Regions from separate parts of the Mus musculus genome. Here region 2 is linked to region 1. The links are chromatin contacts, called in public HiChIP or PLAC-seq maps. All regions are on one chromosome and are shown on one strand. Each heading gives the region's core, a stretch centred on a gene start, on an enhancer-like site or on the middle of the called end of the contact. The rest is flanking DNA. Distances are from core to core; before and after follow the strand shown. Region 1 has its middle 74 kb from the start of Mir8110. Region 2 has its middle 5.5 kb from the start of Gm26331.

Region 1 (5,746 bases), core at 1,963-4,462:
CTGAGCTCAGTTGTGGATGGTGTTTGGAGAGGGGCCTTTGGTGGGAGGTAGCTGGGACAGACTGTAGAGGTGGGACACCTGTGATGGTGCCTTAGGGTTTTACAGCTGTGAACAGACACCATGATCAAGGCAACTCTTATAAGGACAGCATTTAATTGGGGCTGGCTTACAGGTTCCAAGGTTCAGTCCATTATCATCAAGGCAAGAACATGGCAGTGTCCAGACAGGCTTGGTGCAGGAGGAACTGAGAGTTCTACATCTTTATCTGAAGACTGTTAGCAAAATAATGACTTCCAGGCAGCTAGGATGAGGGTCTTAAGCTCATACCCACAGTGACATACCTACTCCAAGAAGGCCACACCCTATAATAGTGTCACTTCCTGGGCCAAGCATATAGAGACTATCACAGATGGCACCGGTGGCCTCACGAGGAGAGTAAGAGAGACTTGGTGAGCATGTTTGCTTCCCCTTCCATGAAATATTCTCTGCCACCGCCACATTAGGATGCAATATAAGACCCTCACCAGATGCCCACACCATACTTACAGACTTCCCAACCTCCAGAACTATTCAGCCAAAGCAATTGATTTCTAAGTTCACCAGATTATAACTTTATATTTATTCAAAAGAATAGAGAGGAGCCAAGGGGAGGTCACATTGGTTCAGAATCACCTGGTCACTCAGGAGCAACCTTACCTGACAAGTTATTCCAGTCTCTGAGCTTTTATAGCCCCCTGCCTCCCAACACAACCACTCAATAAACAAAACAAAACAAAAAAACCAAACCAAACCAAACCAAAACAACCCTAACTAATTGTAGCTGTAGCAGCGCCACGCCACTCACAAAAGTGAAGGCCAGGGTCTCTGCCCAAGGGTGTGGCCACATGATGGAGTATCCTTCAGCTCTTTGAAACGGGCAATGCTGCCATTTGTGGTAACTCGCATCAACATTAAAGGCAACACGCTAAATTAAACAAACCATTCACAAAAGGACAAATCTTTTAGGAGCCCACTTACCTGTGATACCTAGAATGGTCTGACACACACAGATGAGAGGCACAATGCTGGTTGCCCGGGGCAGGAAGAGAAAGAATAGGCCATTCTCTTATGGGGACAGAGTTCCAATTGGGGGGGGGGGGTGTTAGAAAGTTGTCTCTTATCAGTGAAGCACTTTCCTTGTGAGTGTGGGGAACTGAGTTTGAGATGCCTGTCTCAATAAAAAGGTGACTGTTCCCCAGGAAGCAACTCATGAGGTTGTCTTCTGACCACTACACGATTCTCACCTAGGTGCGGACCCATGAACACGTGCACACAGGCAAACACACACAGAGAACTGTGTGGCCGGTGGTATAGTTGCCAAGCAACGAGACGAGAATAGTGCACTTAAAATTGGTGACTGTAGCTACATGCATATTTCACCACAACCAACATGAGAGCAAATTTCAAAAATACGAATTACTCACCCTGGGAATGTCAGATTAAAAATAAACATATGACTAAAGAAGACACGCTGCGGGACCAGGTGGCTTGAGTCAAGGTACACTGGAGCCTGTGAGTATCGGGCTCCCACCACGCCCTCCCTGCTTCTGAGGGAGAAGGCATGCTGGGATGGATGGCCAGGCTCCGGGCTGACTTCCTGTTCTGTTGCCCTCTCCCCCTGCGTATTAGCTTCGCCATCTTTGGCCCTTGCGTCTGGGCATCAGAGGAGCCTCCTCTCAAGGAACCCAGCATCCCCCTCTCCCTCATTTGCTGGTGGGGGACTAGAGAGCTTTCTGACTTGGCCTTGGTAGATGTTGGCTTTCTTTTTTGAGGAAAAAAAAATAAGGTTTTGTCTTGTTATTTTGAGATAGGTTCTATGTTGTCCGCGCTGGACTCACTGGAATCACAAGTGTGTGCCGTCATACCCTGCCTTGCATGCGTTTTGAAACAAAGCCAGGCAAGTGTGTGACCTGTGTAGTGTGGAAGAAAGCGTTTGTCTGACTGTTACGTCAGAGCTTTGAGATCCAAGCCTGGTCAGCCACCGTGGTCTCACCCTTCATTCACTACCGCCTTCTGTTTTCTGTGTACCCAGGAAAGAAAGCACTCCCAGCTTTGATCAGCATCTTAGTTAAGGTCTCTCTCTCTCTCTCTCTCTCTCTCTCTCTCTCTCTCTCTCTCTCTCTCTCTCTCTCTTTCTCTCTCTCTCTCTTTCTTTTTGGTTTTTCGAGACAGGGTTTCTCTGTGTTAGCCCTGGCTGTCCTGGAACTCAGAAATCGCCTGCCTCTGCCTCCCAAGTGCTGGGATTAAAGGCGTGCGCCACCGCGCAGCTTAGTTGAGGTTTCTATTGCGCTAAGAAAACACCATGGTAACCTCCTCCTTTGGGGAGGAAAGGATTAATTTCCCTGACATTTCTATATCACGGTCCTTTATTCAAGGAAATCAAGACAGGAACTCAAGGTTGTAGTGTGCAGTTATAAAAATCAATCCACACTATGGCTGGCGAGGCACCGGCAACGGCGGTCTCTCCGCGCCCATGGCTATCCCCATTTTGGCTTGGAAACGGCAGCTAACCGCAGGAACCTGGGCAGACCGCCGCGGCTTGGGGCTTTCCTTGGGTGTGGGAAGACCGCCGTTGCCGTTGCCGTTGCCTAGCCGGCCATAGCATGGATTGACTTTTATAATTACACGCTACAAAGGTAAGGGAGGTGGAACGGAGGCCATGGAGGAACACTGCTTACTGACTTGCTCCTCGTGGCTTGCTCAGCTTGCTTTCTTATGTGACGTGGCACCCGGCACTGTCTGCAACGAGCCTTCCGCATCAATCGCTAATTACGGAAATGCTGTAGACTCGCCAAGAGGCAAATCTTATGGACACACTTTCTCAATGGAGGGTCCTTCTTCCCGAATGACCCTAGTTGTGCTGAGAGGACCTTAAATTTACCAGGGAAACAGGAAAATTTGGGAGCTTGAGACTCTTCAAGCTACCAGGCTTAAGGAAGGTTCTGGGGTATAGCTCAGGGCCAGAAGAAAGCTGACCTGCTCCTTGTCTGCTGTGGAGCTTCCAGGAAGAAACTGAGATATATGTCTCTGGCTCTGGATCTGGGAGGCTGGGGGTGGGGGGGTATAGGGCAAGTGTCAGGTGTTAGGGTGTGGGAGCTTACGCAGGAGGAAGAGGGCCTGTGGCGAAAAGTCAATTGCCGAAAGCGTCTCTTGTATACTGGAGACTCCTCATTGGCTGGGGAGGTGGCCAGTGAGTCAGGCAAGGAGAGAGAGTATCAACCCTGGAGCCCAGTGGCCCGAGTCTTAGAATCTGTCCTGCCATTTACTGACCTAAGTCAGTTCCCGGCATCCATTCCACAAAAGCCAGCTGCTTCAGGAGGCGCTGAGAGCTCTGCTCTTGTCAGCCCACCATCAGTGCCTGGCGCACCTGAGGCAGATGGCGGAGCACAGGCTCCTCATTAGAGCAGCACTGACCTAAGGCTTACAGGCCTGGGCAGCTCTCTGCCCCTCGGGTGGGAGCCTCTGGCCTACTAGAAACAGAGCTGAGGGGCTGGCTTGGACCAGCTGGGAAAGAGGTTATGAAATAATAATCAAGGCAGCTGTGCCCTGAAGATGTTCTAGAAGGCTCTCTCCTTCCTTCCCTGGTTAGCCATGATGAGAAGTCAAGAGGAAATGGCGGACTTAGTAAATCAACTGGGGATGCGGCGGGCAAGAAAATTTCCTTTGAGGTCAGTCTTCAGTTCAGACTGCCTCTCTAGCTGTGTGGCTCTGGGAGAGTTGTTTAACCTCTCTGAGCTTCAGCTTCTTGCCTATCTCTAATTGACACATAATTAGTGTGCATATTTTTGAGGCAGGGTAAAACCCTTCAACACATTGTGCAGTGATTGTCTGGGGAACCTCATCCATCCCCCAGCCGTCGTCCTAGCTGTCCTGAGACCCACAATCACAGTTCGCTCCAGTTGTAACTGAGCTGTGGAGCACCAGCTCCCTCTGCCCTGTCCTGTCCTCAAGTCCTTAGCAGGCACTGGGCAACAGGACGTTTCCGTGATCTCTGTGCTCCGTGGCTGTAATCCTTCGAGTCACCTCATCTGTCACCTGGGACGGTGCCACAGCCCCTATTAATACAGCCACACGTGGCAGTGCTGTGCTCGGGTGCCACGCTCTGGCTGCCTGTGCGGGCACAGGGCCTATTTTTAGCGCGTTATGTCTGTAATTATGTAGTTTCGCTGCCTTGCAAATGCGTATCTGCTCTGGGGAGAGGTTACGCTTCCGTGATCTGTTATTTTTGATAGGGCAAGATGTGCAAAGTCTCTTTGAAGCCGTGCCTCCCTCCAGCCCCAACTACCCTGAAAACAGTTCTGGGAATTCCTGGTTGCCAATCAGTCAGCAACCATTGTAACATTGGCGTATCAATGGGGCAGACACTAGCTCTGTTCCCTGGGGTCAATTCAATCTGTTTATAATTTTTGATCAATCTATAGTTTTCGAAAGTCGAGGATTCCTTTGCGGGACTGGATCTTTGAGGGATCAACAGAGTGTGGGTGTCAGCAAGATGGGGAGTGAGCTCCCACGCGAGCCACAGCTCTAGCCAGGAAGGGCCTTCAGAGGGATTTTTGACTCCAGAGGAAAGAGAGTGGGCAATGTAGGGGTCAGCCCAGGTGAGACAGAGCTGGGCGGAGACTTGGCTGGAGCAGGGGCCTGGTGGCCCTCGCTGTGACAGATTAGGAGATTAGAAGCTCTCTAGAGCTTGAAACTCTGCTCTAGGTCAAAGAGCATCTGCTTGTAGGAGGAAGGCATGATCCGAGGCCCTTCAGCAGGGCCCAGCCAGGCCTGCAGGAACCCAGAGATAAAAAGGAACCTCAGAAGTGAGTCACCCAGGGAAAGCAACACTGTTCACTCAGTCGCTCATTCTTTCACTCGACAAACCTGCACAGCACAACCACTGTCTGGTTGCTAGAGACAAACCTTCACAGCACATCTACTGTCTGGCTACCAGGGAGACATCAGAACGTCCAGTTTGCTCACACAGTAACTCCTGCCTCCCACAAATTAAGAGTCCTGAGGGCCCTCATTCCTGCAGAGCAGAGACATAAGTGCAGGTCCTGCCAAAGCAGCTGAAGTTCATGGCCGGGACTCTGGTGGTGGTCTCTGCTGGGTAAATGTAGAAGGGAATTCAGGGTCCCTCAGACTCCTCACAGTCCTGGGCTCACTGAGGAGACACCAAGTGACCACGCTACTGTAAGAAGCCTTACCACCAATGGTGGAAAAGCCACAAGACTGCCAGACTCACAGCTCAAAAGATCAAATTCTCCATGCAGAGGCGTGGGACGGATGGTGACAGCTGTGGTGGCCTGTGGACAGGATTCACAGGTCCATTTGTGTCTCTACCTCTATCCTTTATCCAAACACATCTGTTGCCTTTCTTTGTTACATACAACAGAGGTTTAAGTAGAGACCATAAGGGCACATGAGAAGAAGAAAAGAGAAGTCTGCCTGGACAGCATCTCTTACTAACACAGTACTGTCCTTATTAACTGTATATATTTTAAATACAGAATAGGGACTGTAACTTTTGGTGTGTGTGTGTGTGTACATGTGTAGAACCCAAAGGCCAGCCTCAAGTATCATACTTTATAATCTATAAAAAATAAAATGTCTGCTTTGCTTTTTGAGGCCTGGCTTGTCATTTAGACTGAGCAGGCTGGCTACGTAGCCTCAGGGATCTGTGTGTGTTACCGCCCATCAATGGGATTATAAGTGCTGAGTC
Region 2 (5,746 bases), core at 2,406-4,905, 630 kb before region 1:
GATTTCAGAATGCAGAAAAATGAAACTAGAGCCTTATTTCTCTCCCTGCACAGAAATCAATCCCAAGTGGATGAAGAATCTCAACATAGGACATGATACTGATAAACTGCTAGAAATAAACTTGGAAGTATACTTCAACTTATAGTCACTGGCAAGCAATTCATGAATAGGACTTTGATAATACAGGAAGTTAAGACCCACAATTGATGGATGTATTCTCATTAAACTCAAATGACTCCATGCACAGTGAACTATAAAGGGAAAATAAGGCCCTCAGAATGAAGGAAAACCTTTGCCAGCTATACAATTGACAGAGAATTCATATCAGGGATATACAGAGAACTTAAAAATTAGTATAGAGTTAGGGAAGTCTTAAGAAATACAAACACATGGATCAACCCAATAGAATTGAGGATCATGATCTGCATGGTACAGCTACTATATCTGTGTGGAAAACCTATATAAACAAACATTCTTTCAACTCAAAAAAATGTTTAATTAGAGTGGGTACTAGAAAAAAGGCACCATATGGAAACAAGGAGTATAGTTGGGATTAAAAGTTGGGATTGGGAGTCTGGGGTCAGAAGAGAATAAGGGTAGGTTAACCAAAGTAAGGTTTTATGAAGAAGCCTTATGGAAATCTAATTTGTGAACACAGAGCGTGCACGCACGTGCACGCACACACACACGTAATTTAAACAGAGGTACCCTGTATAGGTGAATGATGCGGCTCTCAGAAGATATGGATTATTAAATGAAAATCTCAGTGCTAGGAATAAGGAGATACTTTCCTAAGAGTTACTAGTTGGATGCCCTGAGATACCCCAAACAACACAGCCTATTGCCAGTGCATTTACCTACCTATTCATCTTAACTAGACAATACGACCCTATATCACTCATTTGGGATCCTAATCAGGAAATTATTTCTCTAAGTTAGCTCACATAGTGCCAAAAGATGTTATGATTTTAGGAGAGAATGAAAACTTGAGACTCAGAATACTGCAATACCAACCTGCCCAGTAAAATGTGCCCACTGGTGTTGATAGTGGTATGGTAGTTATAGAAGTAACCAACTTTTCTGATTGGTTACAATGTCTGGTCCACAGGAAGGATTACATGCTTGGTACTGTAATTCCAGTGAAAAGCCCATGACTGGAGATACTGCAGATTCTAGTGAGGAACCTACCAGTGTCTTGTTAAATGGTCATGTTGTCAATCTACCTCCTAAATATTTATGTTTATACATATAGGGTTGTGTTGCTCTCAACTTTGATCGAAAAACTTTTTTTCTTGGGTAGTTGTTAGTATAAGATTCATAACTGGTCAAAGTCCTTAGTAAAAGTGAGTGCTCAGCTGTGGACTGGGCGTATATTAGCATCGTTGTCCCACCCAAGACTCAATGAATATTATGGAAGAAAGGTGGAAAGAATGCCCACTTTGCAGATGGGCAAAAGAGCTGTAAAGTGCAGACTTCTGGAAGTTGCATGGCTGTTGCACATATCACCTTACAGTAGCTGTAGTTATCTATATTAGATAAATACAGTCAAAATTCTGACATGGATGGGGAGGGGTCCCCACTCCTAGCAGAGGAGCTATTGGAAGTTTATGCTGTTGAAGGAGGGAAAGTCACTCTCCTTTGAGGATATAGCTGGCTGGTAGGTAGTCCATTCACTGTAGCCCTTGCTGCAGTGAATGGCCACACAGCTGTGTACATACATACAGGTAATACTAATTGGAATCAAGGGATGGTATGTTAGTGATAATTTAAAAAGTAGATATAAATTTGGGGAAAATACAGGATGGGTGCACAGTGGTGAGAACTGTGGGAAGGTAGTGCCGATGAATTATATAAATTCAAATTATACAAGTATAACAAATTATTTAAATAAAACAAATTATTTAAAGTATCATGCTTATATTGGGAAAAGGTTTTAAAATGGAAAACATGACCTAGGCTTCCAAGAAGTCAAACGGATATATGTTTAAGAAACAAAACCTAATAATCAGAAGAAACTGAGATAAAAGTCAAAAGTCATTGGGAACATGTCAAATTAAATGATAGACTGTTTCCCAAATCTAGAGAAAGGTCCAGACAGAGGGAAATTAGACCTCTAGGAGACTCAGAGAAGCATAGAAGACGCACACTCTGTAAGAGGGGAGATGAACAAAGGGTCGTCTACATAGAATCAAACACATCCACCACAGCAAACCCCTAATATCTTCTAAAGACATTTATTTATTGTATATATGTGAGCACACTGTCGCTGTCTTCAGACACACCAGAAGAGGACATCAGATCCCATTACAGATGGTTGTGAGCCACCACGAGGTTTCTAGGAACTGAAGTCAGGACCTCAGGAAAAGCAAACAGTGGTCTTAACCGCTGAGCCATCTCTCCAGCCCTGCAAACCCCTAATATTAAGAAGAGAGGACAAGGTATGCCAATAGCACAAGCAACCATGATGTGAACAACGAATTGCTGGAATGGCCAACCCCTCTTTAGAAGAACCTTAGATACAAATGACTTGAACTCATCAGCAAAAAGACACAGACAGGATAACTATCTGTTGTAGCTAAGGAACTTACTTAGCTGGCAAAGGCATCAAAAACCTGAGTCAATGGACAGAAACCTAACCCAGAAATATAAGCAACAAACAAGCATCACCATTATTATATCTGATTAAAAGTGACTTCAAAAGAAAGCCACTCAGAAGAGAAAACATGCCATTGCACACTAGAGCCCAAACAATAAGGAAGATATAATAGTTGTATTTATTCACCAAACATGAGGGCTCTCAATTTCCTGAATTAGACACTAAAAGACATAACAATGTCATACAAAAACCTTACTTTAGAAGTTATATTCATTTATTTTTCTCATCACCAGTGTGTGAGAAATCATGTTTTCCCAAGACCTCACTATCCATAAATATCAAAATGTTCAAAATGTGCTTTGGTTGATAAGTTCTTTGACACTGCATTTTTTTCTTTTATGAATAGTCTATGTTACTTTTTCATATTGAATTGTTAACACTATTTCTACATAAAGCATACTTAAGTTACTCATTTTTCCTTTCCTGTTAGTAATTTTTTGGTAATGCTTTAATGAAGATATTTTTTAATATTTATGTAATAAACTGCATTGATGGTCTTCATGGCTGCTGCCATGCATATATACATATATACATGTACACAATGTGTATGACTAGTACCAATTTTAGAGCTTTGGTTTCTTTGAAAAACATGGAAATATAGGAATATGTTTTCATTTAAATCCCAAGTGTGGTATATGGGACTGCTTCACATCATCCACAGCAGCTGACTATGATTTGCCTCGTGCTCTAGTAGAGGCAAGACTTTGACAGCTGCAGAGAGTTTCTGTGATTATGTGATGTTTCTGGGGAAAATATATGAAAATTCTGGTGACTTTTCAGAGAATATATAAACGCTGGTGCAACCAAGAGGCAGGATGGGTTAACAGGAGTGGTTGGTTATTGTTGGTTGTTGTTGGTCTTGATTTGTTAAGTAGTCATATGCAAAGAAAAAGAAAACAATAAGAAGGAGACATTAGCTATCCTGAGAGCAAAGATTCAACTTGCTCCAAGGAACTTGACACCCCTAATAAGCAGGAAGCATTCTGATGATAATGCCACAGCCTGTCTGATCCCTGACTCTATTCAGGGATCTTTTTCCTTTCTCTTTCTTTTTTCTTCTCTCTTATCTATTGTTAGGAGGTTGAAAGTTATAGGAAAATGGGCAGAGAAGGGTGGAAAAAGAACACCCAAATAGCAAAGACAGCTACATAGATGTATATGCTTTGCCAATCCAATAGGATACAAATACCCACCTCAATATTTCTTAAGAGTTCTTTTGATATTTACAAATATTTTTCATATGAATCTATCTTTCCAACTGTATGGTTTAGGATAATCCCACTCCACTCCTCCAAAGAGACTCTTTGTCACAAAGCTGAAACTGGATAAAATGCATATTTCTGGTGGATTTTTCACTGTCACTTTTATCATAGTTCTTACATTTTCCTGAAAACTTCTTGGGATTGTTTGGTTTAGGCAGAACAGGAGACAGAAGTGCATATTTTACATATCAAAGCAGACTTGGACTCCAGGTTCTCCCAGCATCCCTCAGTCTCTGCCTGGCATACCCTGCCCTCAACCCTGAACTTTACAGCCCAGAGGCTGGACTGCCCTTCCCCCAGACCCCCAGAGGCTCTTCCCTGTATAATGCAAACATTTTGCATTCTCTCTCTCTCTCTCTCTCTCTCTCTCTCTCTCTCTCTCTCTCTCTCTCTCTCTCTCTCTCTCCTCTGACTCCTCCTTCTCTTCCTTCCTCTGGTCTTTCTCTGCATCTGTGTGCACATACCCTTTCTCTTTCTCTACCCCACATGGTGACTCCTCTGGCCTCAATCCTTGGAGCCAGTGAACTTGTCTGAGAGCAGCTTCTCAATAAACCTGCCTTTAATCTAATCTAATCTGGTTTGAATTGGCTCATTTCACGAGCGACAGAGAAATAACTTATCAGGGATGTTTTTCCAACATTTGTGATTTTGATATGGGTCAAATATTCTTCATTAGCTCTGTTATTCTTTTATACAGTAAACGCATTATGAGAAATTGGGGAAATGTTTTATACCCTAATTTGGAGACAGTATAATTGTTAATATGACAGAGCTATGGTTTATAGTTGTGAGAAATGTGGCAGTGTTTTTCACTGAAATCACATAGTTGAATATTTTGTTCAATTCAGGAACCAGATAACTTTCTGATAAATAGTTCCTTGATACATTTTTAATGTCAGAGAAATTGTGGATACAGAGAGGTGCTAGTTTTGGGCTTCTCTTTAATTTTATTTTTCACAAATTTTATGTAATAAATTATGCAGAATTGGCAGCTGACATCACTGGAAGAATAACTTGGGAAAGAAGTTTAATTTAGGGAAGAAAATGTGAACATAAAAATAGTTAAAGGTCCTGTTTAAGTGACAGCTACCTAGTCAGCACTTCGTTCTTCAGACTTGGCCTAGCTCCTTCCTTTCTTTCTTCTATGCTCCAAAGAGCAAATGTAGTATGTAGTAATGTAGTCATCTTTTTCCTCTTGACTTGAAAAGGCACACATCAATGACTTGGCCATTGGTTTGAAGACTTATCTAAGAACAGAGAAGAAACAGATCTAAAAACCAATTTAAATAGTACCTTTTCCTTTTGATTTTTATTACTATTGGGGATGGTTACCTGAGAATGGTGAGAAGATTTTAGAGCTGTGTGGAAAAGGGGTGTCCCATCAGCACTGCAAAGTATCAGGTGCAGTCAACCCGCTTAACAGCAACATGATGTTTTCATGGTTATGTGGACGTGTGCAGAGAAGGGGAGATAAGAGAGTTTGCATCAGTGTGTGGCAGGGGAATGCTCCGAGACATGAGCAAAGATGTGTTCCCCATGATAACTCTGTCACACAGCTAAACTCTTTTATAAAAGGTCACCAGGTACTATTAAGAATAGAATGTTGGAGAATGCTGTGTCTAAGCTTAAATCTGGATTTCATAGATATTTTACAGTTTATCAACTCAAGATAGAAAATTCCTCATGGGAGACAATTAATTTAACACTGAAGCAAAGACTGAACGGTCTTAAAATGTGTTTGTCCAAACAGAAAATTCAGTAAAGAACCTGGCGTGAAGTATGGTGATGTAGCTGGTGATGACTACACTCCAGAAGTAGAGGCATATGG

The links. HiChIP or PLAC-seq counts read pairs in DNA pulled down with a chosen protein or histone mark.
Region 2: a contact with region 1 is called in an H3K27ac HiChIP or PLAC-seq map of embryonic stem cells, with 15 times the contacts expected there. The contact joins two enhancer-like sites. A contact is called at or near these places in 3 of 39 promoter capture datasets (cranial neural crest, embryonic stem cells and liver), 2 of 15 datasets of contacts at CTCF or cohesin (embryonic stem cells and stem cell-derived epiblast-like cells), 41 of 484 Hi-C or Micro-C datasets (the G1E-ER4 cell line, LSK cells, cardiomyocytes and 10 more), 8 of 115 datasets of contacts at active chromatin or transcription factors (embryonic basal ganglia, embryonic stem cells, stem cell-derived epiblast-like cells and 1 more) and 2 of 9 other capture datasets (embryonic stem cells and embryonic trunk).

The regions. Positions count from the first base shown.
Region 1 is chr8:88,947,572-88,953,317 of GRCm38.p6, reverse strand. No RefSeq gene overlaps it. Among named protein-coding and RNA genes, the nearest start is that of Mir8110, 74 kb to the left of the region's middle. Within about 2 kb of position 3,212, at least 28 of the 459 cell types and tissues checked have an H3K27ac peak or open chromatin away from gene starts, as enhancers often do. A contact at or near this core is called in embryonic stem cells, where this site is marked.
Region 2 is chr8:89,581,195-89,586,940 of GRCm38.p6, reverse strand. No RefSeq gene overlaps it. Among named protein-coding and RNA genes, the nearest start is that of Gm26331, 5.5 kb to the left of the region's middle. Within about 2 kb of position 3,655, at least 1 of the 459 cell types and tissues checked has an H3K27ac peak or open chromatin away from gene starts, as enhancers often do. A contact at or near this core is called in embryonic stem cells, where this site is marked.